Linked DNA regions of Mus musculus: regions 1 and 3 are each linked to region 2. A link is a contact called in public HiChIP or PLAC-seq and promoter capture Hi-C data. All regions are on one chromosome and are shown on one strand. Each heading gives the region's core, a stretch centred on a gene start, on an enhancer-like site or on the middle of the called end of the contact. The rest is flanking DNA. Distances are from core to core; before and after follow the strand shown. Region 1 holds the start of Cass4 (Cas scaffolding protein family member 4). Region 2 holds the start of Pmepa1 (prostate transmembrane protein, androgen induced 1). Region 3 holds the start of Fam209 (family with sequence similarity 209).

Region 1 (3,958 bases), core at 125-2,624, 880 kb before region 2:
TTGTGAAAAGCCTTCTGGAAATTACTACTTCTTCCCTGTGGACTTTGGCAGGGAGCATGTGGCTGACAGCTACTTCTATTTGCTAAGACAGATTCACACCGTAGTCCAGACTGGCCTAGAACTCTGAGGTGGCCCAGAACAGCCTTAAAGTCGCAGCTGTTCTCCTGTCTCAGCACTGTAGATGTGGGGGTGGGAGCATGCCCGGTTCTACATTTGTCTAGAGCCTGTTCATCCTGTCTAGTCATTGTCACCCCCTTTCGCTACTGTCGCCTGCAGATTGCTGATCACTGGTTCCTTAAAGACCATTTAAAATAGAGACAGCATTCTATCTGTTTGCTTGTTTTGATTGCATTTATTTTATCTGGGGAGGGAAGTATGCACACGAGTGGCAGTATGCATGCAGAGGTCAGAAAGACAGCTTGCAGGAGTCCTCTTCTCCCACCGTGTAATTCCAATAACTCCAACAAGTTTTCAGCTTAGCAGCTGACAGCTTCACCCACTGAACCATCTCACTGGTTCAATTTTTTTAAATTTACTTTTTTTTTCCACTTTGAGTTCGGGGCTGGCCCCAAACTTACTTTGTAAGTCAGGCTATCATTAAACTCACTGAGATTAGCCAGCCTCTGCTTTCTGGGAGTGCTGGTATCAAAGGAGAGTGCCACCGTGGTCTGGCTATGGCATGCTTTTTAAATCTCACACCTGGGAGGCAAAAATAGGTGGGTCTTGGTGAGTTTAAGGCCAGCCTGGTCTACAGATCGAATCCCAGGGGAGCTGGGAGGAGCTGCTTAGAAGAGGGGACCCTTATGCTGAAATGAAATGAAGCCTAAGCTAGTTTTGGGTTTTTGTTTTGTTTTCTTATTTGTTTGTTTGGTTTTTTTGGGGTTGTTTGTTTGTTTGTTTGTTTTTGGTTTTGGTTTTGTTTGTTTTTTGGTTTTTTTTTTTTTGTACTCCGTGGCTCCTCTCTGGATATTGGGTCTGAGTTGAGGGAAACTTTAAACTTGGGAAGTCGTGAGGACTCCACTTCATGAGTTCAGAGCACTCGCTTGACACAAAGAGCCAAGTGTGGGGCAGTATCTGGTGCTCTCAGCAGCGCCCGCTAAAATATAACCACGGAGAATTGGAGTGAAGGTGTAGAAAACGTGGGGTTCAGAGCAGGGCAGTTTACTCCTGTTACCCCAGCTGTCACACCGCAGGGGACAGGAAGGAAGACATGCTGACCCTCAGCGGAAGTCCAGCAGCTTTGCTTCATCATGGAAATGTGTTGCCTCGCTGGGTGGGAATTGTTCCATTAGTCTTCAAGGGACAAGAATGCGGTGTGATCCTACGCTGGGCTGCTCAAAGTAGGAACTTCACCTTGTAAAGCAGAAGGGTGGGTTTTTTTTTTTTTTTTTTTTTCTCCTTCTTCTTCTTTTGTGGTTTCACACAGCAAAGGAGTGTCAGCCTCCACTTACCATGAAGTGGGACAGCAGGCATGGAGGCGTGGGTGTGGCCTGAAGCTCTGGCCCCGCCTCCCCCGTTCCTTTCATTTGACTCTCTTTACTTGAAAGAATCATCTCGACTGTTTCCATGTGTTGGCAAACAGTTCCATAGAATCCAGCTCCTGGGAACCAGCCAGCAGCATGCAGTGATATTGCATCATTGGTCCCTGGAACCAGATATATCAGCGGCAGAACTCCGAGGACCCTGCTCACATCACAGCCATGAGAGGCACCAGCATCAGAGAGGGTGCGCCCAAGGTGAGTGACTGATTGGGGCTGAGTGCATGAGAGCAACAGTTGACTCAACTGTTTTTATCTTTGGGTCTCTAATGAACACGAAGGGTAGGTTATTAGTGGCAGGCAGGTTTGGAATGAGAAAGCTTTGCTCTTTACCAGTTGTTGGTTTCAAGATGACTGGAAATGATGGGGTGAAATCGGCAGGAGGCAGACAGCCCAAGCCCCCACTGTGTGTCTCTTCACCACTCAGCAAACTTCTTAAACATTCTCTCTTTCTCTGCATCCTGAAGGTGCTTAGTGTGGCTCTCAAGGATTCTGACTGGCTTGGGGCACTCACTTCTCTTGAATAGAGAGAGCTTAGACCTTGGCTCTACTCTTGCTAACTCCAATAAGGACACCCATGAACTGCCTTCGTGTTCCTTTGGGCGCTGGGGACTGGAACTCTGGTACAAACTGCAAGTCTGGGCCAGGAACCAAGAGACGGTCCTATAGCATATGTATAGCATGGCACACTGCTAACCCAAGAAGGGCACTGGAGCCTGAGATGTGACGATGGTACTTGCAATACAGGCATAAGGACCTGAATTCAGTACCCAGTACCCACATAAAAAAACAAAAAACAAAAAACAAAAACAAACAAAAAAAACAGGCATGAAAGCGTGTACCTGTAACCCCAGAGACGGCAAGGAGGTGACAGCAAGGTCCCTGTAGTTCTCTGGCCAGCATCCCTAAGACAAGCAACTCCAACTCCACACACACACACACACACACACACACACACACACACACACACACACACAAATAAAGTGGGTGGGTGATGGAGAAGGACATTGTGACATCAACTTTTGGGTTTCACACACCCATACTGTATGCGGGGGCTTGGGGAGAAGGAGGAGAGATCACAAGGAAAGTGAAGCTCACAGTCGTTGCTTTTCTGTCCCCTCCTATTCTTTCAAAATGTGATAGAATGGTAGATACAAAAGAGCCATGAAACAGTTGCTAAATGGGAGGCTGCTTGCCGGAATTAAATGTTGCTTGTCATTGTGATAGTAACAAGTGTTGGGCGTGGGATCCAGGGCTGGGGTCTGTGGCGACTCCTTGTTTAGATGACTTGTAAATATCTGAGTTGAGAATCTTGCCCCACAAAGCGCTGGGGAAGTGAGTAGTTGAGCCAGCCCCACTAAATCTTTCATCCAAAGGCATCCCCGCAGTTCCGGGCAGTCTGTCTCTCCGGCAGTCTGTCTCTCCGGCATACGGCCTCTGTCTGTACATCGACTGATGCTACAGCTCTGCTCACTGTTGCTGTTCAGCTTCGTGAAAATAAATAGCCAGCCCTGCACTCCTCCCTCCTGGGCTGGGGATGTTGTTCCGTTGGCAGAGCACTTGTCTCACAGGCACAAAAGCCCGGGTTTTGTCCCCAGCATGGGCTACACAGGCCTGTAACCCAAGATGATGGGGAATTCAAGGCATCCTCAGCCAGGGCCATCAACAACAGCAGGACATGCTTCATTCCTGTGCGTTTGACCTGTATCCTTACCTTCACATAGGTATTATGAGCCCATTTGAACGTCAGAACAGTCTCCAAAAACACCCTTGGGTCTGTTTGTCCAGTTCAAGGCTTCATCTCAAGGTCACACTCTTTGCCAGGTCTTGTCCTTAATCTGGAATAACCCATTTCCTATTTGTCTCTCACAACTTTGTCGGCTCTGTTTGTTTTGTTTCTGCTGAGATGCTTTTAAGATCTGAAACTTGGCACCACTCATTTCTGCACGTTTTATATGTCATAGTATAATCTGTAAGCGCATATGTATTGTCCGGGCAATGATGCACAGCCCGCTTGTCTGTTTGGTGCAAGGCCCAATAACTAACCGTCACTCACTGCGTGTGCACCAGGTGCTCCATGGAGCACCCAACTAGTCCTCACTCCCTTAGTGTGTGGACTCCGTTTGCAGCCTTCCCATGAGACAGGTCTTCTCAGCCTCATCTTGCATATGAAGAAACCCCCCCGACCCCCATGGGCAATCAGCGGCCCTGCCTAAGCAGAGCAAGAAGAAGACATCTGGCTACCCCCCCCCCGCCCCCCACTGTGGTCTCACCATAGCCATGGGGTCAGTGAACTGCATCAACAAAGAGCCATCTCATGCTGGAGGGGGGAGGGAGAGGAAGAGGGGCGTGGCTTGGACTTTCAGCTCCAGGGAGGCTGGAGGCAGGGGTTGGGGTGTGAGGGGTGTTGCTGCCACTTC
Region 2 (4,390 bases), core at 616-3,115:
TGGGGAGAAGTGGGATTCAGTGACGCCAAGGCTTTCAATTTCAATTCCAGACTGGGAGACAGTGAGTCAAATTCGGCACAAGGGCCCCACCACCCAAACCTACTTCCTCTGCTCAGGTGGGGCCCGGTCGTGGGCTATTTTTTACCCTTGATGCTTTACTGTACATGCGGGGTGCTGGGGCGGGGGTGCAAACTGTGGCAGCTGCCTGCAGAAAGCAGCTTATGAGTCACCTAGCGACTGCCCAGGTCTGTGGCAGTTGCCCCTGGGCTCCACAGAGGACCGCTGTCTGGGTTAGGGGGAGGCTGTGTACCCTTTTGCCCTAAGTGCTTTGGGGTAAGATAGAGAAACTAAACAGAAAGGCAAAAGGTACCCCCTCCTCCCCAAAAATGTGGGTTAGGGGAGGAGCGCAGATTAGAGGCAGATGGTAGGGAATGAGGTTTCAATTCTCCACCCAACCCAACAGCCACCTGGGTGGGCCACACAAGGAAGTAGATGTTCGCTGATCTCAACTTCTGGAGGTGCAGGATGGGGTTCAAACGGGGCACTCACCACCCTGAGTCTACCACCTCCAAGGAGGTCTCAACACAAACAGCCCCAAAACTTTGACTCATTTGTAACCACCGTCCCAGCCAGAGTGAGCCAAGCAGTCCAGACAGAGGCTATTTATAGGAGTCCGGGACAGACATTCACAATGACACACACTGGGGATCCGCGGTGGGCTAGACGCGCCAGCGCTGAGCCCTGGATTCAGACACCTGAACACAAACGGTCCTTAAATCTGGCTGGATCCAGATCATATCCCCAACCCCCGCCACGAGCACACAGCAAATCAGTCACACTGAGATGCAGGAACACTCGGACACGCACTCGGCCGGCACAGACCGCGACTCTGAACCACAGACACCAAAAGACGCGCGGAGACTCAGACAGACAGACTAGCGCACTCTACATACGCACGGAAACCCGGGACGCATCGCCATGGCCACTCCAGACACACGCCAGGAGCCCCAGACACCTCCCGGGCCAGACAGTGTCTCCCCCGCCCGCTCCCCCGCCCAAAGTTGATAAAGAGCCTAATTGCTCCATCGCCGCGGCCCCTAGGGAAAACGGAATGGAAACTTCCCCGACCCGGCTCCCCTGGCCCTCCCAAGAGGCGCGACGTCCCCGCCGAGCCCCGGGTCCGAGTCGGGCCGGGCGGGGCGCGCGCGGCGGGGACCGTGCCAGGCTCGCAGCGCCGCGGGACAAAGCCGGGCCGGCCGCCAGCTGCCGCGAGCCTCCGGGAGGGCGCGCCCCGGGCGCGGCGAGCGCAACCGGGGAGCCTGGGCGAGGCAGGCGCGCGGCCCCCGAGTCCCCACGCGATCCCGATGTCCCGGGCCGGGGATCCCACGGGGCTGTCCCGGGGGGAACAGGGCACACTCACTGATCTCCATGCTGGGGAACAAAGAGCGCTGGCAGTTGCACGCGCAGGAGACATTGGGCTGCCCGGCGGCGGCGGCGGCGGTGCCGTTGACCCCCATCAAGCGGTCACGGGCGGCGCGGGGCGCGAGGCGCGGGGCGCGGGGGCGGCTCCGGCCGGCGCGCGGGGCTCGGGCCCCGCATACAGCGAGCAGCGCGGCGCGGGCTCGGGGCGCCGCCGAGGTCCCCGAGGCGAGCTGGGTCCCCCGGCCGCCGAGCGGGAGCCCCGGGGCGGCGGGCCGTGGCCGCGGGCGGCGTGCGGGGCACGGGCGGGCGGCCGGGGCACGGGGCCGCCGGGCTCAGCCTGCGCGCCGGCCGATCCGCAGCTGAGCGCCGCCGCCCGCTCCTCATTCAAGTCCAAGGAGATCGGGTTGCGCCGCGCGCCCGCGGTCGGAGGCAGGCAGACGGTCTGACGTCAGCGCTAGACGGGGCTGCCGGTTCCCACCGCGCGGGGGCCGCGGAGGGGGCGCGCGCTGCGCCAATCCCCGCCGACGGCCCCCGCACCCTCCTCGGCCCGGGGGGCGGGCCCGTCGCTCGCGGGGCGGGCTCTTAAAGGGCCCGAGCCTAGCGTCCATGTAGACCGGTCGCCGGCGCTGCGTAGACCCAGCGCCCTCGAGACTCCGCAGGCCCGGTCCGCGGGAGCCCCCGTGCCTGCGGCGGTCACAACACAGAACAAGAATCAAGACGAAAAGTTAAGGTGTTCTCCTCTCCAACTCCTGCCCCTGGGGCCCTCCACCCAGGCTTTTGGGGGCACCCGAAGACTATAAGGTTTCTGGGGCGCCTTGGAAGAGTTTAATGCATGGAGATCAGAGCATGGAGGGTCTGGAGTAAAGACCCATCCATAGCTGTATTTCTCAGGAGACTGAGAATTAGTCTGAGCCCCTCCGCAACCCCCAACCCCGCGCGGCTCTTTAACTGGGCCTTTTGGATAGACTGGAATTTCTGTAGACACGCCCCGAGAAGCGCCCCCTGGTCCTTGCCTTGTAAATTAGTGCCCGGGACTGGGGGTGAGAGTGTGTGTGTGTGTGTGTGTGTGTGTGTGTGTTACTATTATGGGACACCCAAGCAGTTACACACCCTCACCCTCTATCTGCCGCCCCAAGGGCCACCGACTGGGTTGTGTGGCTCAGAGTGTAAAAGGGGGTCAAGGGAGGGTGCTTTTTGTTCATTAAGTTTTAATTAATTACTGGAGAGCTATGGGAACCCGTGCTCTGGCTTCAAAGATATTAAACTGTTACATAAGAGGCCTCCCATCCCTAGCGCAAAGCCAGCCTCAAATATGAAGTACGCCTCCTTGACCCATTCCTAAACTTTCAGTCGCCTGGCGTGCCTACTGTGTGCCAGAAGCACACCAGATAGTAATGTCTCCCATAGCAACTTGGGGAGACAAATTATTATTTGGCTTCATTTTACAGCCAGAGAAAGTGTTCGGTTCAGCTAAGCACAGCGGTGAAGGCTCAGGAAGACGGAGCCTAAGTTCTGCACAGCCTGATGGAGTACCTGTCCCTGCCCACGAGGGATCCAAGGACTTTAAGGGGCTGTGTCCCTTGTCATTAAAGAAGGGGAAAGCTTTCACAGGTTTTTGTTATTTATTTTTAATAGACTGGTGAATAGGTGAAGCTGAGAGAATAGTTTTCAGAGCAGCCCAGGAAGTGGGTTCCTCTGCCTAACCTTCCGTGACCTTCCTGGAGGAGCCACCGCGGAGCCCAGTGTCCTCCCAGAGGGAGGTTCCAAGGTGCTTAGTCCATTTGTTTGAAATAGCAGCTCAATCTTGCTTTTTGTTTTTAATATTTATTTTTTTATATATGTATGAATGCTTTGCCTGTGCGTGTCTATGCGACGTGTGTGTCCTTTATGTCAAAGGCCAGAAGGCCATTGATCGATCCTCTGGGAACTGGAGTTACAGATGGTTGTGAGCCACCGTGAGGGTGCTGGAAACTGAACCCAGGTCCTCTGGAAGAACAGTAAAGTACTGTTAAGGGTTGAGCCATTGCTCCAGCTATAAGCTCAGTCTTAAAGCCAGGACAGGGCAGGGGATTCATTTGTTCTTGTTCTAACGCAGGTGGCAACTGTGTCTCTTCCCCACGAGTGCGGGGCCCCAGCCTCACAGTCTTTCAAGATTGGCTAGTTTTAAATGGATCTTGGCAAAGGAAAGGAAGGCTCAGCTGCATCAGGACTGTTCAGTTCTGGGAAGGGGTTGGCGGGATGCTTTGCAAAATCAAAAGGTGGGGGAGATTTACAAAAACATTTTGTAAGTTGGAGGAATTTAAAGGTTTGAATTCCTTTGCATAAAAGTTCCTACAAGGTAGGTGTGTGTGTGTGATTTTGGTTGGGGGTAGGGGGTGTTGTGGAATACTGGCCCCTAGCAGGTTACCCTTTATGGAAAAATATTTTAAAACCATCCCCCCCCCACCCCCATGGGGCCAATAGAGATTGCTATGGCTACAGTCTTCTTCCAGCAATCCGTTCTGCTATTCTATCAACAAACTGTGAGAGTCTGGGACCTTAGCAAAGGAATTCAGTGGCGCAGCTCTCGTCCTTCAGAGGCCTTACAGGAGATCTGGCTTGTCCATCCATGGGAAACGTCTTGACCGTTGGCTATATTGGAAACGAGGAAGCTTTTAATTTAGTTTTTAACATGTGTGCATGCGCATGTATGTGTGTGTGTCAAACTCGAGGCAAGAGTCTGAGCTGCCTGCCTAACATTTCAAAATTCTCCCAGCAGCCCCTGGTCCCTATCTGTTACAGGGTATGGTGGGCATACCCCTGCCCTCTACCCTGAACTCTCCAGCCCTTCCCCCGGAGGCTCTTCTCTATATAACGCATATACAGTTTAGTTACCCGCCCTGTCCTCCTTTTGAACCTTTGACCCCTGGCTGCTCTCCTTGGTTCCCCTCTCTCCCTTGCCCTCCTCCTCTCCCTAACGGTTCAAGGT
Region 3 (3,994 bases), core at 295-2,794, 800 kb before region 2:
GACCAGGCTGGCCTCAAACTCAGAGATCCACCTGCCTCTGCCTCCCGAGTGCTGGGATTAAAGGTGTGCGCCACCACCGCCTAGCACTTACTTATATGAGTACACTGTAGCTGTCTTGAGACACACCAGAAGAGGGCATCGGGTCCCATTTCAGATGGTTGTAAGCCACCATGTGCTTGCTGGGAATCGAACTCAGGACCTCTGGAAGAACATTCAGTGCTCTTAACCTCTGAGCCATCTCCAGCCCCTTGATGATTTAAAAAAAAAAAAAAAAAAAAAGAATACTTTCACATTTCTCAACCTTAAAACTTCGATATCAGGCTGGCGAGATGGCTCAGCGGATGGCTACCGAATGCCAGATCTGACTTCAAAAGCAGTACCTACAGACATGGATACCTAGCCCAGCAATACCTTCACCATGGGAATTTTCACGATCTTGCTCAGGGCCTGCCAAGGATGACCCTCCAAACAGACTGCACTGCACCCCTGGCCACAGCCAGAAGCACCAGGGCCGCCTGCTTCTCTAGTGAGCGTCTGTAGCTGTCTAGATGTCAGGGCTCGTTTCTGATCCAGCAGGAGGCCTGTGCCAGCATCTGGTAGGAGGCCCACAGAAACCGATGCTCTGCCCTAGGGGAACGCCCTGCTGCCCACTGGCCCCTGGACACAGGAGTCTGTAGAAGCCACGCTAAGCTCAGAGTGTAACACATTTGGAGGCAGTGTGAGTGTTAGCAGAAAGTCATTTCTCAGGTCATTTCTCAAGATCCCTGCAGTGAGCTACGAGGGACAAGCGTGGGCCTTAATGCTGCATGAGTAGTGCGTGTGTGTGTGTGTTGTGTGGTAGGTGTGTATGTTGTGTGTGCACAGGTGCATATGTGAGCATGTGGAGACCAGAAGTCAACCTTCAGTATTATTCCTGAGACACTGTGCATCTTGTGTTTTGAGATGGTCTCACTGGCCCAGAACCCAACAAGTACTTGGGCTGGGTAGCCAGCAAGTGCACGTTCAGGCTGTCCCGGCCTCCCCAGCTCTGTGACTACAAGTGCCCACCACAACTAGCTTTTTAATGCATGTGCTGGGGACTAAATTCAGGCCCCTATGCTTGCATTCAGACACTATCTACTGAGCCATCTTCCCGGCTCCTTGGGTGACAGTCCCCACAACCCTTAGATGGTAGTGTAGGCCAAAGGAAAGAAATCCATGAGCCCCAGTGAGTGGCCTGTGGCTGGTAACCTTGTTTCTCGATCTACCCCTGTTGGGACACCTTGTACCTGTATCTTACCACTGTCTGGATCAAATAAGTGAAACCAGAAACAGACGATGGCCTCTCCTTAGAGGGTGCCAAGCTCAGAGCATTCCAGCAAGGAAACAGCATCCTCTCTTCTCGTCCCTGGAAGTCCTACCAGGCAGGCTACTCACGGTGAGTGAGCCTCAGGCTTCTTAAGCTAAAGGCATCACAATGACTGGAGCTGTTGGCTCAGGGCCCTCTGTGACATCACGAGCCCCCAACACTAGCCCATCAGTGTCTCTGGCACCACGGCAGGCAGCCCCACCATGTGTAGCTCCCTGGGCCAGCTCTGCTCACCATGCGGACGCTGCTGAGATGGTGCCTGTTCTTGTCTCTGTGCGTCTCTTGTGCCTGTGCCTTCATGTTTTCTTCGATGAGGGAGAAAACCAAGGAAAGCCCAGGGAAGGTGCCTTGCGGCGGACACTTCCGGATTAGACAGAATCTTCCAGAGAATGCCCAAGGCTGGCTTGGGAACAAATGGCTCTGGCTTTTTGTTGCCATTATGATATATGTGATGCTGAAGTTTCGAGGAGATGGCGAGAATAAGGTAAGGATGTCCTTGGTCACACCACAACCATTCATTCGCTCTCAGAAACCCAGGTTAGGTTCCTACAAGTAGGACCACTAGTGTCTGACCTTGAACTTTGGCCAGAAAGCCCTATGATGATAGCTAGGTGAAGTTGCTTCCTCTGAGGATGAGATGGTTTGAGATGGGTTCCTAAACAGCTCATGGTTTTCCTGTGAAGTAAGCTTTGATTATTTTCCCCGACTTGAGAGTAGACTCTGGAGCTCACGGTGTGTTCTGTGGTGTCAGACCTGCTCACAGGGCCAGGCTCACACACTCCAGGCGAGGTGAGCTCTTATTTCCCTTGCTTTTGACTCACTGAAAATGTCTGAGCCAAAGGAAGTTTCATCTCGAGTAAAGTTTGAGGCCTCTACTCAAGAGTCACTACGGGTGTCCCCCACAGTGGCTTGGAGCTCTTCGGGGATTGGAGGGACAGAGGTTCAGTCTAAGATAAACCCAGCATTTCAAGACACTGTGGCCAGGGTCTGGGAGATGCCTCAGTTAGAAAAATGCAGCCTTGGGGACTTAAGTTCTATCCATAGCACCCAGATCAAAGTCAGGCCTGGTGGCGCCCCTGTCCCTGGAGAGCTGGCATACCCCTGTCCCTGGAGAGCTGGGGAGGGAGGCTTAGGAGGACCTTGTTAGACAGCCAGTCTAGCAGAATTCTGGAGTCCCAGCTTCAGTGAGAGACCTTGCTTGCCTCGGGAAATATGGTGAAGTGGTGAGGAAGACAACCACTATCTATCAACCTCCACACACATATTCTGGCTAGAGCAAAGGCGGCCAAGCTGCCTGTAAAGGCTCAAGTGGGAGTCATTTTCAGCTCTACAGGCCATAGAGTCTCTGTGGCAGCTCCTTCCTCCCTTTCTGTCATTTGAGCCTGAGAACAGGCCCAGCTAGTAACAGAGCTTGGCTGTGTGCCAATAAAACTTTATTTACGAAATCAAGTCGCGGGCCAATTTGGTCACAGTTAAAACCAACAACATCCAGACTAGGTTTGTTATTGTGTCCCCTCTTGGCTGAGTCTAACTTTTGGAACTGCGTAGGAACTAGTGAGGCCACTGGAATACTTCACCCGGAATCTCTCTCTCGACAGGAGCAGCATCCTCCTGGCCTCCGAGGCTGCCAGCTCCGCTCTCCACCAAAGAAAGCTCAAAATATTTCCCCCAGCAAAGACTTCACTTTCAATACTTTAACCCAGCTCGAGATGGAATTGGTGAAATTTGTGTCCAAGGTGCGGAACCTTAAGGTCTCCATGGCAACTAACAGTAACTCCAGGCAGCAGGTTCCAGAGAGCCCCACGAACCTGTACAATAATGTCACAATATATGAGATATGGGGGGAGGAGGACTCTGAGTGAAGAGGTTTATAGTAAAGTATAAGAAAAGACAAGTATTGACAGACAGTATCCGAACTAATAAAGACTATTCTGAAGAAGAAAGAGTCCCCCACGTGAGCTCTTTCTCCCCTCCACAACCCCTCTTGTTTGTTTGTTTGTTTGTTTGTTTGTTTGTTTTTAACTGGAGTTTAAAATGCCAAGTCCCAGTAGACTTGGAAGTACAGGCACGCACAGATCACTGATCTGAGCACAGGTCGCTGGTCCTGGGAATCTGCCAGGCTCCAGAATGTGGAGGCAGGCGCTGACATTTTCCTGGACACTCTTGGTTTCTATATACTATCTATATACTATCATATCAGATTCGAATGACTAATTTCATCCCAAAGTCAAACTTCATGGGTTTAAAATGACAGTGACTCCGTCAAGAGAGGTAGTTCTGGAACCTTCTGCTTCCCCTGCAACCAGGAGAATCTTTATTCATTCCATCCTACAGGCCTTCTGCAGCATTACAAACTTTTTTTTTCTAGTAAACTGGCAATTACATGTGGACTTTTAGAGTACAGAAACAGCGGGTTTTATCTGTTCCAGTCTGTGGTTCCAGAATTGGAGACAGTTAGTGCACAGGGACTCAATAGGGAGGAGGGGAGGAGATAACTTCTATGGCTTTGGGTTTAAGATACTGATGAACTAAACAAGGACTCTCGAGTTAGTCTTTTTAAAATGTATTTTTAAAATATTTATTTATTATATGTAAGTACCCTGTAAGCTGTCTTCAGACACTCCAGAAGAGAGCATCAGATTTCGT

The links. Promoter capture Hi-C pulls out the DNA fragments that hold promoters and counts their contacts. HiChIP or PLAC-seq counts read pairs in DNA pulled down with a chosen protein or histone mark.
Region 1: an H3K27ac HiChIP or PLAC-seq map of microglia shows a contact between it and region 2, with 6 times the contacts expected there. The contact joins the promoter of Cass4 here to the promoter of Pmepa1 in region 2. A contact is called at or near these places in 1 of 39 promoter capture datasets (pre-B cells) and 1 of 115 datasets of contacts at active chromatin or transcription factors (microglia).
Region 3: a contact with region 2 is called in a promoter capture Hi-C map of pre-B cells. The contact joins the promoter of Fam209 here to the promoter of Pmepa1 in region 2. A contact is called at or near these places in 2 of 39 promoter capture datasets (hippocampal neurons and pre-B cells).

Annotation. Positions count from the first base shown.
Region 1 is chr2:172,392,270-172,396,227 of GRCm38.p6, forward strand. Cass4 (Cas scaffolding protein family member 4) reads left to right here and starts at 1,375. Exons shown (of 7, transcript NM_001080820.3): 1 at 1,375-1,736. The coding sequence starts at 1,701.
Region 2 is chr2:173,274,668-173,279,057 of GRCm38.p6, forward strand. Pmepa1 (prostate transmembrane protein, androgen induced 1) reads right to left here and starts at 1,866. Exons shown (of 4, transcript NM_022995.3): 1 at 1,421-1,866. The coding sequence starts at 1,517.
Region 3 is chr2:172,471,010-172,475,003 of GRCm38.p6, forward strand. It overlaps Fam209 (family with sequence similarity 209), which reads left to right and starts at 1,545. Exons shown (of 2, transcript NM_029608.1): 1 at 1,545-1,832; 2 at 2,947-3,307. The coding sequence starts at 1,584. The coding sequence ends at 3,210.